2 separate regions of the Mus musculus genome follow, and region 1 is linked to region 2. Evidence: chromatin contacts called from public HiChIP or PLAC-seq data. All regions are on one chromosome and are shown on one strand. The core of a region is the stretch at or near the end of the contact, and the rest is flanking DNA. Distances in the headings are between cores, read along the strand shown.

The links. HiChIP or PLAC-seq counts read pairs in DNA pulled down with a chosen protein or histone mark.
Region 1: a FOXA1 HiChIP or PLAC-seq map of pancreatic cancer cells shows a contact between it and region 2. The contact joins the promoter of Wdr59 here to the enhancer-like site in region 2. A contact is called at or near these places in 4 of 39 promoter capture datasets (the 3T3-L1 cell line, cranial neural crest and pre-B cells), 2 of 115 datasets of contacts at active chromatin or transcription factors (embryonic stem cells and pancreatic cancer cells) and 2 of 9 other capture datasets (adipose tissue and pancreatic islet).

What each region holds. Positions count from the first base shown.
Region 1 is chr8:111,517,567-111,524,614 of GRCm38.p6, forward strand. It overlaps Wdr59 (WD repeat domain 59), which reads right to left and starts at 4,541. Exons shown (of 26, transcript NM_001170742.1): 1 at 4,362-4,541. The coding sequence starts at 4,415.
Region 2 is chr8:111,367,437-111,374,015 of GRCm38.p6, forward strand. All of the region lies in intron 1 of Fa2h (fatty acid 2-hydroxylase), which reads right to left. Among named protein-coding and RNA genes, the nearest start is that of Fa2h, 23 kb to the right of the region's middle. Within about 2 kb of position 3,160, at least 16 of the 459 cell types and tissues checked have an H3K27ac peak or open chromatin away from gene starts, as enhancers often do. A contact at or near this core is called in pancreatic cancer cells, where this site is marked.

The sequences.
Region 1 (7,048 bases), core at 3,291-5,790, 150 kb after region 2:
AACAAAGTAGAAAAGCAGCCAGGACGATTCCTGACATCAACCTTGGGCCTCCTGCACATGCACCCACACGTGTTATGTGGTTTGAATAGGGACAGCCCCATAGTCTCATATGTTTCAATGCTTGACCCTTAAAGGGAGTGGTGCCATTAGGAGATGTGGCCTTGTTGTAGGAAGTGTGACACTATTGGGACAGGCTTTTAAGTCTCAGAAGCTCAAGCATGCCTAGTGGCCCCCAGTTTTTTTCCTATTGCTGGTTGATCTACATGTAGAATGCAGCTCCTTCTCCAGCACCATGTCTGCCTGCTTCACCGCTATGTTTCCCACCATAATAGTAATGCACCAAACCTCTGAACTGCAAGCTGATTAAAATTTTTCAATTGAATATTTTCCTTTTGGACAGTGGCGGCACACGCCTTTAATCCCAGCACTTGGGAAGCAGAGGCAGGTGGATTTCTGAGTTTGAGGCCAGTCTGGTCTACAGAGTGAGTTCCAGGACAGCCAGGGCTACACAGAAAAACCCTGTCTTGAAAACAAACAAACAAACAAACAAACAAAGAAAAATTCCTTTATAAGAATTGTCATGAAGCCGGGCGGTGGTGGCGCACACCTCTGATCCCAGCACTGGGGAGGCAGAGGCAGGCAGATTTCTGAGTTCAAGGCCAGCCTGGTCTACAAAGTGAGTTTCAGGACAGCCAGGGCTACACAGAGAAACCCTGTCTCAAAAAAACCAAAAAAAAAAAAAAAGAGTTGTCATGGTCATGGTCTCTTCACATCAAAAGAAACCCCAAGACACATGTGTAGACACATGCAAAAACATGCATACGCATATATTTGCACACCACACACATAAAAACACAAAAACTGAAATAAATAAGTCCTTATTGAATAAATAAATAAACAGGTGAATAAAAGTCTAACACACAGAAAGCATTCAGGGCTGGAGACATGACGCAGCCATTAAAGACTAGGCTTACAACCAAAAAATGTAAGAAAGTACTCAATAAATATTTGTTGAATAAATGAAAAAACTTGAGAAGAAATGTCCTAGGTATCAGGAAAGTGAGACACGATGTTTTATTATGAACCTATGTGTGACGCATTATGAGCTATTAAGAGATAAAGTTGAGTAATGAGCTCTGGGGCCAAAGACTGTACAAATCCCAGTGCCACCAGCCACATGCAGGAGGCCTTAGACAACTCTCTCAAGATCAGCCAAGCAGGGACCAGCTTCCTGTTTTGGTGGAAAAAGGTAATGCCTACTTTTTTCTTTGGGGGTCGGGGGAGGGTTCGAGACAGGGTTTTTCTGTATAGCCCTGGCTGTCCTGGAACTCACTTTGTAGACCAGGCTGGCCTTGAACTCAGAAATCCACCTGCCTCTGCCTCCCGGGTGCTGGGATTAAAGGCCACCAGGCCCAGCTAGGGTAATACCTACTTAGCCTGCATGGCTCTTTCAAGTAGAAAAAGAACACATAGATAGACTGCCTAGCATGAAGCCTGACACAATACAGAAAAATGATAAAAACACAGGGATGTAGCTCAGTTAGTATTGTACTTGGATAGCATGCATGAAGCCCTGAGGCCTGCTTAAAACTCTGTGTGGTGGTGCACACCTATGACCTCAGCACTGAGCAGGTAAAGGCAAGAGGATCAAAAGCTCAAGATCTCCTCAGCTAACACTATGCTCAGTGTGCCTGGAACGCATGAAATCCTGCTTCAAAAGAGCCCTAGCGGGGCTGGTGAGATGGCTCAGTGGGTAAGAGCACCCGACTGCTCTTCTGAAGGTCCGAAGTTCAAATCCCAGCAACCACATGGTGGCTCACAACCACCCGTAATGAGATCTGATGCCCTCTTCTGGTGTATCTGAAGACAACTACAGTGTACTTACATATAATAAATAAATAAATCTTTAAAAAAAAAAAAAAAAAAGAGTCCTAGCCTGTGCCTCTAACCCCTGGTCTCAGGAGACAGAGGCAGGAGGATCTCTCTGAGTCGGAGGCCTGCCTAGTCTACATAATAAGTTCCAGGACAGCCAGAGTTACATATGATACCCTGTCTCAAAAGAAAAAAAAAAAAAAAGGTGTGGGGGGGAGATACTGGAGGAAGAGACTGCTTCTTCCTCTTCCAGAGCACACAGGTTAGATTTCTAGCATCCACATGGAGGCTCACAATTGCCTGTAACTCTAGTTCCAGGAGATTCTGTGCCTCCATCTGGCCTCAGCAGACACTAGACATGAACGATTCCCATATAAACAGGCAAAACAACCATACACCTAAAATTTTACATGGGTACCTTCAAGATGGCTCATAGTATAAAGATTCTAGCTAGATACAGCTGTTGACATAAGCTTAAGTTCCACAGTAAAAGAGTATAGATTCCCAAGTGTTGTCCTCTGATATATCATACACTCACTATAATAATGTTTTGTTTGAATTTAAAGAAAGGAAAAATGATTAAAATAGCCAGTCAGTAAAAACTCTTTTTTAATTTTTAAATTAGTTTTTTTAATTAATTTTGTGTGTATATGAGTGTGGGCAGACATGCCACACAATATGTGTAGAGATCAAAGAATAACTTGTGGGAGCCGGTTTGGTCCTTCAGCCATGTGGGTCCTGGGGACAGAACTCAAGTGGTCGGAGGCTGGCAAGAGCCAATACCTGAAACATTTCAAGCACTCAATGCTAATGTTTTTTAAAAGATATTGTTTTTATTTTTTATTGTTCACTTATTGACTGTGTGTACGAGTGCCACGGGATGTGGATGTAAAAGATCCTGACAGAATGTAAAAGGTCACAGAAGCCCTGAAATTGGCAAAATAGATTTCATTGTTAGCAGAATTAGCTTCACTGATTTAGAAAAATAGAGGTACACAATGCTCTGGCCACTCCTTGAAGCCGTTTGTCTGCCAATGTTTTGGCCATTCCTTGAACCCATGTGTGTGCCCACTGATGAAGCCCATTGCCAGGTGTTTGTGATATTGGTTGCTGAGAAAGAGTCAGAAAATCTCCCCAGCAACCACAGCCGGGCCAATCCAGAGTTGCTACACCTGCACCAGACTCTTTCCTTGTACCCCTCCCATACCCATTTCTTGAGAATAGACATTGTTTAGATCTGGAAATCCCCTTCTCCCTCCCTCTCCTTTCCCCCTGAAGGCCTATAAAAACTGGGCCCCTTTTCCCCTCGTGGTCGACTCCTCTACCCCTGCGTGGGATATGAGTCGTCTCCAGAGCTCTGGCTTTCCCCAAATAAAGCCTTGTGTGGTTTGCATCAAGCTTGGTCTCTCCTGAGTTCTTGGGTGTCCACTATTGTCCCGAGGCCTGAGTGAGGGGCTCCTCTCGGAGTCTTTCAGATGGAGGAAGGAGACCATTGTATGGCAGCTGGTTCTTCCTGACATGTGAGTCCTGGAACTCAGGCTGGCAAGCCTGGCAGCAGTGCCTTTGCCAGCCACCTTGCAGGCCTCCAATGTTAACAATTTTTAAAGCTTGCCATGTGCCACACTTCTTAAACATGTGGCCTCATAAAATTCTCATGCCAGTCCTGTAAGTATAATAACCTCCCTTCTACAGGTAAGAAAACTAGGCATAGCCGAGCAGTAGTGGCGCTTGCCTTTAATCTGGGAGGCAGCGGCAGAAAAAGGCAGATTTCTGAGTTCGAGGCCAGCCTGATCTACAGAATGAGTTCCAGGCCAGCCAGGGCTACACTGAGAAACCCTGTCTCGAAAAACCAAAAAGAAAGAAGAAAAAGAAAAAAGAAAAAAAGAAAAGAAAACCGAGGCGTGGAGAGTGATGTGAGGGATGGGCTCACAGGTGTCCAATCTAAGCAATACATGTATCTTGTCAACGACAGAGTATTTCCCACATTAGCAACCACTTAGGCTGAAACAGATGCTCCGCAAAACAGTATTTCACAAATTCACCCCCAAAATGGTCCAAGGTGAGACTTGGTCCAAGTAACTGAGGCTCAGAGAAGTTCTGCAACTTTCCCGAAGTCACCAAGTGCAGTCGACTACCTCAGGGAGTGGACACCTCCCCCAGTTCACTACCTTGAACAAGGTCAGAATCCCTTTAGCATTTACAATCACTATCTTGGCGTCCCAAGACCATAAGCCTGTTTGGAACCCTAAAGGCCATACACGCCTTTGCCCTAACTGTCCTGACCAGTAATCAAAGCTTCCTTAGCTATCCTGACTGACAGCTCCAGATGAGCACCGCGTCCATCTTCCCACCCTGAGCAAAGGGATGGATGAAAAGGCGGGGGTGCAGGGGTGCGGGGATGGGGGGGGGGGCGGGTGAGGGTGTAAACCACGGAAAGCGCATGCTCAGATGGCTCCATTCCCAGATGGCTCCATTCACGCACAGCTCACCTGAGAGTCTCGAAACTCCACCACCACGTTCTCGCTGCTCCAGCGCGCCGCCATCTCACTAGCCCGATCGTGGGGTGCCAGCAGGCGACCCTCCACCCCCAACCCCACCCCCAAGTCCGAGACTCCCCGCGTGAGTAAGCCCCACACAGCCTGCTAATAAATCCGGCCACGCCCAGTTTCTCCCTTTCACTTGACCACAACTGATTGGCTACCCCAATGATAGACCCCGCCTCTTCTGCTTTCTCCCCCAACCACGGACCAGGTCTGCCCCAAAACAGGAACGCCCCTTCATTTCGTCATCAGTACGAGTCACCTGGGCACCCCGCGGCTGCCGACACGCCCCCTGCCGTGAGCTCTGCTGGGAATTGTAGTCAAATGTCAGCACAGCGTCAGTTACCCAGGAAGAGCCTGAGTTCAGAGAGTAGATGGCAGTTGTCCTGTATTTTTGCTGGTATTTGGTTGGTATCCCCGTATTCTCCTACACATAGCCTATAAACAAAACCTACATCCCTACCAAGGGAAAAAACCTCTTCTGATTCCTGCCATCAAGGCTTTGAAAAATCTGAGTGCACAATTTTTTGTTTCATGCTGTACAGCCGTGCCTCTGAAGTAGTTCCTGAGGTTCTCCACGAACAACACTTTGGGGGTGGAGGAGAAAACAAGTCCCTAAAGGTAAAAACAATTTTATAATCTTACTAACATCACTGTGCGGTATAGTTCTCCCGAGGATGTGTAGTACAGAGGGAATTTACTCTGAGAGGAAGTTTAAACTGAATATTAAACGACATGACTTTTTTCCTTCTTTTTTTCTTTTCTTTTTTTGTTTGTTTTTTTGTTTGGTTGGTTGGTTGGGTTTTTTTTTGTTTGTTTTTTTTTTGAGACAGGGTTTCTCTGTGTAGCTCTGGCTGTCCTGGAACTCACTCTGTAGACCAGGCTGGCCTCGAACTCAGAAATCTGCCTGCCTCTGCATCCCAAATGCTGAAATTAAAGGCGTGCACCACCACTTGCCCGGCTGACCCTCTTTTTGATAACATCATTTTGGTTTTGAAAAGTGTTATTTTTTTTCACTGAAGATGTGTAATTAATGTTAATGGTAGTTGCCATTTAACCATAATGGTTTTTTTTCCCTATTCATGGTTTTAATTTCTAACACTAGCAATATCTTTATCCACACAGTTTTTGGAGTCTTAGACAATTTTTGAGGATGAAATAAAAATTAATCAGGAAGTTTAGCATAGTAGATACTAGTTGGCTCCTCTTCAACCCTATCCTTTGAAGTCCTGGGTTAACTGGCTTAGCATCTCTTTGTCTACAGAAGGGGGTATATCATACTTAGCTGTTGAGAGGAGCCAAGCACTAGGCCTGACATGTTGTAAAGGCTCAAGTATAAACTGTCACCAGCATTCCTCTCTGAAGATCGTTGCATGAATGGAGAGGAGGTGTAGACTCCTTTCCCCCAGCAGACGCTGGTTATAAAGGTCAGACAAACTTGTCTGTAGGCTAGGGTGACTATCATTTCACTGTCGTCTGCCTGGAACAGTCTAGGTTTTACCACTATAACCAGCAAAAAAAAAAACTTGCATCCCAGAGAACCCTTCAGTACCAGAAAAAAGAACAGTTGGTCCCTCCATGGTAGATAAATGTTTGGCAGAATGAACTGCATATTATTATAGAGTTGCGAGCAATGTGTGAAGATGGCATAACCTAAATTGAAGACCTGAAGTGGCACCTTGAAGGTGACATTTGAGTGTTTCAGTATATTAAGATTTTGAAGGGTATACTATGAAAAGGAAAAGAGTGTGAGCTTCATTAAGAGTGTGAACAAGGGTCTGGAGAGGTGGCTCAGCAGTTAAGAGCACTGATTGTGGGCTGGTGAGATGGCTCAGTGGGTAAGAGCACCCGACTGCTCTTCCGAAGGTCCGAAGTTCAAATCCCAGCAACCACATGGTGGCTCACAACCACCCGTAATGAGATCTGATGCCCTCTTCTGGTGTATCTGAAGACAGCTACAGTGTACTTACATATAATAAATAAATAAATCTTTAAAAAAAAAAAAAAAAAAAAAAAAGCACTGATTGTTCTTCCAGAGGTCCTGAGTTCAATTCCCAGCAACCACATGGTGGCTCACAACCATCTGTAATGGGATCTGATGCCCTCTTCTGGTGTGTCTGAAGAGAGCATCAGTGTATTCACACACACACACACACACACACACACACACACGCACACACACATATATACATATTTTTTCATATATGTGTGTGTGCGTGTGTGTGTATATATATACATATACATATGTATATATATATATATATATATATATATATATATATATATATAGAGAGAGAGAGAGAGAGAGAGAGAGAGAGAGAGAGAGGACAAAGTGCACGGTGGTGGGGGCAAACGCCTGTAATCCCAGCACTGGGGAGGCAGAAGCAGGTAGATCTTTATGTTCAGGGCCAGCCTGGTCTACAGAGTGAGTTCCAAGACAGCCAGAACTATACTGAACCACCCACCCACCCACAAGAGTGTGAACAGAGATCTTGAAGTGTGAAGAGTGAGTTATGTCCCCATTGAATTCTTTCTGCAGCACTATGCTGCTGTTTAATTCAATAATTATTTACTTAATTTAATATCTCCAAGCCTCAGACAGGCCCCTGGTCTGTTTTGTTGGAATCTGCTTGGCC
Region 2 (6,579 bases), core at 1,910-4,409:
TCAGCGGCACTGGGGTTTGCTACTGTGCTGACATTTTTCTTTCCTAAGACAGCTTGATGGTGATGGTGACCATGCTGGCATTTTCTGGGGAAAACCCAGATACGACACGACGTTTCTGTAGTTTTGCATCTTTGGGTTCTCAGCGTAATACCTGCTTCTTAAAATATCTCTGTGTATGTGTGTGTGTGTGTGTGTGTGTGTGTGTATTTTTAATTGAGACAGAGACTTGTTTTATATCCCAGGCTGGTCTTAAAACTACCACCCTCCTATCTCAGCCTCTTCTAAGCTGGGATAATAGATATGTATACACAGCTTCCAAAGCTGAACCATTATTATTATTATTATTATTATTATTATTATTTTGTTTTTTGTTTGTTTGGTTGGTTTGGTTTGATTATTGAGACAAGGTTTCTCTATGTAATTCTGGCTGTCCTGGAACTTACTATGTAGACTAGGTAGGCCCCGAACTCACAGAGATCTACCTGTCACTGCCTCCTGAGTGCCGGGATTAAAGGCATGCTCTACTACCATCTTAGTAAGGTTGTTTCATTTTTAATTATGTGTGTGGGTATGTGCACACAAGGGCAGATGAGGGTGTCAGATCCCCTGGACCTGGAGTCACAGGCGGTTGTGAGCTGGGAACCAAACCCACGGCTTCTGCCAAGACTTGTGTGCACTCTTAACCACTGAGCCATCTCTCCAGCCCTTTGTGGTTTTCTTTTTAAACAAAGCATCTTACACTCTCTTGAGGACCAGGAAGGGAGACTTTATAGCACATTATACATGGACACTCACTAAGATTCTGGGCAAGCTTCTTTTTTCTGGTCTGTTAGCAATTCAACTATCTTTCTTGTTCCTTTCTGGTTGGTTGTTTTTGTTTTTCCTTTCAGAGTCTCATTCTAGCTCAGGCTGGCCTGGAACTTACTTGGTAGCCCAGGCTAACCAAAATCTATTGGTGCCTACATTAGCACTAGGATTACAGGTGTGAGCCACCATACATGGCCTTACAGTTATGTTTTAGTTTCAAAATACTCCTGAGGGCTTTGGCCACTGTGCTATTATCAAGCCCCCTCTTTCCTAGATGACTTTCCTTCTGCTTACTCCTGTGATGGCTATCCATGGTTGCCAACTTGACTACATCTGGAATTCACTAAAAGCCAAAATGACCTGGCACAACTGTGAGGTTTTTTTTTTCTCTCTCTCTCTTAATTAAATCATTTGCCCTCCTGGTCTCCCACGGCTCCCTTGGTAGGTCACAGCAGTGTGTGCAGTGGTGGCCACTCCATGACAGGTTTGTCATGGCACCTGGTACTGCCATGGTGCCCAAGAGGAAGGTTATCTGGGTTGAAGGAGCCAAGGTGGAGCCCAGGAGCCACTCCCTGGCACTGTTGGGGATAGCGGGAGACAATAAATCACCAGAGTAAAACTGTAAACAGAAGGGAAGAGTGAAAAACTCATCTGAAGGAGGAAGACCCACTTCTAATCCCAATCTCTGTAGGAAGATACACCTGGGATCCAGAGCTTTTAAAGTGGAAGATAAACCTTTATAACCTGGGCCACACCTTCTGCAGACAGCCTATATAAAGTCATGGAAGAAGGAAACTTTCTCTCTCTCTCTCTCTCTCTCTCTCTCTCTCTCTCTCTCTCTAGCAAGTCCATTCCTTCACTGGCATTAGAGCCTACTTCTTTAGGATTCCCACATGTATTGAAGACCAGCATCCCCCCCCCCCCAATAAAAGTGCTTTTTAAAGGTAACTATCAGTACCACTGCACAAACAAGAGAAGATTCAATACCAAATACGTAGGAAATACAGGTTTACAGCGCAAAAGGCATCTTCTAGAGAAGGGCAGTTGGCAACTTTATATTAATAGTGGAAACAAAATATTTTAAAAGTATTTAACGGGGCTGGGGAGATGGCTCTGTGGTTAAGAGCACTGACTGCTCTTCTGAAGGTCCTGAGTTCAAGTCCCAGCAACCACATGGTGGCTCACAACCACCCGTAACGAGATCTGACGCCCTCTTCTGGTGCGTCTGAAGACAGCTACAGTGTGCTTAGATATAGTAATAAGTAAATCTTTAGGCCGGCAAGCAGGCAAACTGGAGCGAGTGGGGCCGACCGGAGCGAGCAGAGGTCCTGCATTCAAATTCCCAGCAACCACATGATGGCTCACAACCATCTGTATAGCTATCGTGTACTCATATACATAAAATAAACAAGCAAACAAACAAATACATCTTTACAAAAATATTTATCACACTTTGAACCAATTCTAAGGCTCTACTTGAAAAATTATTGAAAGTTCAGTTTCACTGAAATGACAGCTACAAATGGAAACAAACCCATTAAGGCTTTTGTTCAGTTCAGAACGTACTCTCTCTTAATTGCGAGAAGCGAAGGGACAGCTGCTCTGGGGCCCTGTTCCTCCTAAGACCCAGGAAACAGAACATGTTCTTACAGGGAAGTGTGACTCAGCGGCTCGCATGCCAGTATGAAGTGGCCAGTGGTTCTTTCCAGAGAGTTCTTTTGAGTCGTGGACCGACCCCGAGTGAGAGCTGACATCCATGAAGGATGAGAAGAGACACATGGAGATGGTGTAGGCATGAGCTCTTCCTGCCCTTTTCCCCCCTCTTCTGCTGCCCCAGCCTAATCAAAGCTCGAGGCCTGGAGGCCATCAGGCGGAAGTGTCCTGAGTGGTACGCTTTCAACAATTCCTGGAGTGACCACATAAACGAAGTACTCCCTGGGAGGCCAAATGGGACAGCACCCTTCTCTGTCAGAGGCCCGAGGTAGTATCACAAGACTTAACAGGCATCCGATGGAAAGTGACTTCAAGGAGAGCTGGAACCAGCCACACACTGACATCACCTATAGCAGGAACATTCTGGGTTGGACATGCCCCCCGCCCCCCAACCTCCCAATGTGTCTTTTATCATTGATTTTCTTAAGACTAGCTGTGAGACCCCAGAGGGTCTAGAAAACCCTTCCTATATGTAGATAGAAGACCCTCCAAGTGAGGTTTTCCTGGCCCCACTCCTGGGGGAGGGTGGGTGTTCCAGGAACTGAGACTCACCGGCAGCGGCTGTCACACACAACACACACATAGGTCTGGATCCTGTTTTCCAGGCAGTATTTATTTTGTATTCAGGTTGGGCTCACCCCTGCATTCCACAAGCAAGCACTATCCATGAATCAGAAGTGTGCAAAGGTCACCCCAGGGAAATAGGGTACAGCTCTAACTCTAAAAATCTCTAAACTTTTTTTTTTTTTGGAAACTTCCACAATGCATTTAAGACTCTCTTCCTGGAAGGAAGCCAAGGGAACTTTATAAACCAACGGAGAATCCCAAAGCTAAGAAGACTGTTCTGGTTGATGTCTTCAGGTCGGACCACTTTTAGCATTGGGGAGGACGGTGAGTAATTCTGTAGTCACACTTACATTGGCTTTCCCAAGAAGGATTAACACAAGAGCTAACGAGTGTGACTTGACAGCGGATGCCCCTTCCCACTTATGTCTAGTGACAGCTTTCTTATTTAGGGGAAAGGTAACTGAGACAGGATCTTGCTATGAAGTTCAGGCAGGACTTGAATTCACCATCTCTCTGCCTTAGCCTCCTGGTTGCCGAAATCACAGGCATTAGCACAATACCTGACAAGCAAGCACATTCTCGTAGGATCCATGTGAGGGGCACCAGACAGTCCTGTGTGTCTGGGTTCCTCCCAAATTCTTTACTGTGGGAAAATACAAAGGTGCTCAGGGCTGCAAGCTTATCTCCTCTCCTCTCCTCTCCTCTCCTCTCCTCTCCTCTCCTCTCCTCTCCTCTCCTCTCCTCTCCTCTCCTCTCCTCTCCTCTCCTCTCCTCTCCTCTCCTCTTTCCTCCCCTTCCTTCCTTCCTCCCTCCTTCCTTCCCTCCCTCCCTCCTTTCCTTCCTTCCTTCCTTCCTTCCTTCCTTCCTTCCTTCCTTCCTTCCTTCCTTCCTTCCTTCCTTTGCCTGTTGAGCTCCTTGAGGTGGGGGCCTGCTGGCCTTACCTATCCTGAGGCATGGGCCCTGGGATGGCACTCAAATACTTAGTGAATGAGAGGATTCAGTCGTGTATTGGCAGTCGTGTATTGCAGCCTGTTTAGGTGCAAAGATACGAGGCGGGTTTCTATATGGGCAGGGTGGCAGGGGAAGACTGCTCCAGTGCCTTCCAGAGGCTGCTTTTCCTTGGAAAGAGAAAGGCGGCTACAAGGAATTGCCAATGCAATTTGCCGAGGAGGTGACATAGGCTGGCACTTTCCCAGCTAAGAGTCACTGGACCCTGTGGAGAGTGAGGTGGGCATTTTGACCTCCTTAAATCCTTCCAGCCACAGTCTGAGGCCATTTGGGAGAGAAGCATGCAGAGAGCAGTACCTGCCCCAGCTTCTCCCAACTCAATGTCAATCACTGGCTGGTTGCAAGGTGTCACTTGTTCCTGTCTTGTGGCAACAGTTTTGCTTATACCCCTTGGCCTTCCTCCCCAGACAACTCTCCCACACCAAGCTCAGGCCCATTAGACCCAAAACCACAGAATATCTGCCAGGTGTTCCCTGGTAGCCCCCGAGGTTTCCAGATAGCTCCATCAATACATTTATTTCTTGGGGACAGCCTATCCCCAGAGTTCAAGTTCCACTGCCCCCATATAACCTCCTCATTTCCTCTTGGAGCAGGAAGTCAGTTCCTTGTGATAATGGCACCTCAACTCCTTGCTTCTATCTTCAGAGGCTGGATAGGTGACAGTATCAAGAAGAGTAGTCAGGGTGTGGCTTGTGGCTCAGACCCCTTCTGTTCATAGACCATGTCTGAGCAGGAGTAGTCTTTGCTTCCATAAACTGAGACGTGCTTGCATGAATTTCCCCCTCAGACTAGAGCCACCAAGAACGGCACAGTGCACAAGTTATTTTCCTCATTGCTTACTAAGACAGCAGACAAAAGCCAGGCTTACTTTGGCCCCTGGCTTGAGGACGCAGTATCTCACGGGAGAAAGGCCATGGTGGCAGAAGTGGGAGGGAGCTGCTTACACGGATGCATAGTCAGGGAGCAGAGAGAGATGGATGCTTTTCTTTAACTTTCTTTCCCCTTTGTATTCAGTGACTCCCACATTCAGGGTAGGTGTTCTCTGATTAGTTAAACCTTGCTGGGAACACCTTCCCCGCCAGAGGTGTGTTTCCATAGTGATTCAAAATCCCATCAAGTTGATAAAGAAGATTAAGCATCACTTTCAGATAAAAATATGAGAAACCTTTTGCTACAAGCATTGGCACAGAAGGCAGGCAGGCCAGCAGTAAGGGAATACTAATCGAGGTTCAATGTAAAGCAATCAGGAGATACTAATCAATGCTCGACGTCACGTGATCTCGGGCTCCGGGAGAATGGTGGGGATGGGCAGACTGTAGAGAATGTCTGTGATGAAGGGGCAGCTCTGACATAGATCCAGGCCATGGGAGATGAGGGCCTATTTCATCAAACTTAATGCTTTCTAAGAAGATCCAGAAAACGAGATTTTTATATGAAATTTCTAAAAAAATTTTTTTTCTCTCCCTCACTTCTTGTGGATGCTTGGGAAACGTTCTACTGACTTCCAACCCCAGCCCGGGGATGTGCATTTTTAACAAATTCTGTGGTTCAAACTGACATGCATGAATATAAATACAGTCCTCAGTGTGACTGTTGGAAAACTCCTGGTGAGCTGCTAAGTGTGGGTGCCTCACTCATTGAGAAGGAGGGGCAGGGACAGCCATGAACAGGGAGTTTGTTCTTTCCCAAATTCCCAGAACAAAGAATCTAGATGGGGAGGCTGGGCTGTACCCACAGGAAACAGGTATTCAGGGAACCCTGTACCAAGGCCATGGGTGGGTTGGGTAATAAATACACTGGCTCTTGAGGAACTCGGGTCTTAAGGTACATGAAGGGAGAGCCCAGGCCTCCTCTCCTCCTCCTCATGCAAGATGACAAGGATCAGCGTCAAGAGGAGGCAGAAGGTAGGGGCTTGGCATGTTGGTGGATGCTCCTTTATATTGGGCTCCTCCCTTCCTTTTTCTCTGGGAAGAAGCCACAGTCCTCACACCAAGAATGTCACCTTCAGAGTGTCACTTCACAGGACAGTACACCCTTCCATATTCGTAATCCTTCCAACCCCCAGCACTTCAGAACTGGACCTTATTTGGAAATACAGATGAGGGGATTAGGATATGTTCTGATGTAACATATTCTTATATAGCGGGGAAACTTTGATGTAGATGAGTACTACGAAGATGAAGGCACAGACAAGGAAGATGCATCAAGAAAGCCAGGGGGGAAAATCATCCTAATAGAGGTCTACCAGAAGCTGGGGTGCTGCCTGGACCACAGCTTCTCATAGCCCTCAGAAGGAACCTACGAGTTGTGGATACCTTTAAATGTTTTGTTTGTTTGTTTTCAAGACAGGGTTTCTCTGTATAGCCCTGGCTGTCCTGAAACTCACTCTGTAGACCAAGCTGGCCTTGAACTCAGAAATCCTTCTGCCTCTGCCATACCTTTAATTGTTAACTCGCTGTAGCCTAGAGTCATCTGAGAGAAAAG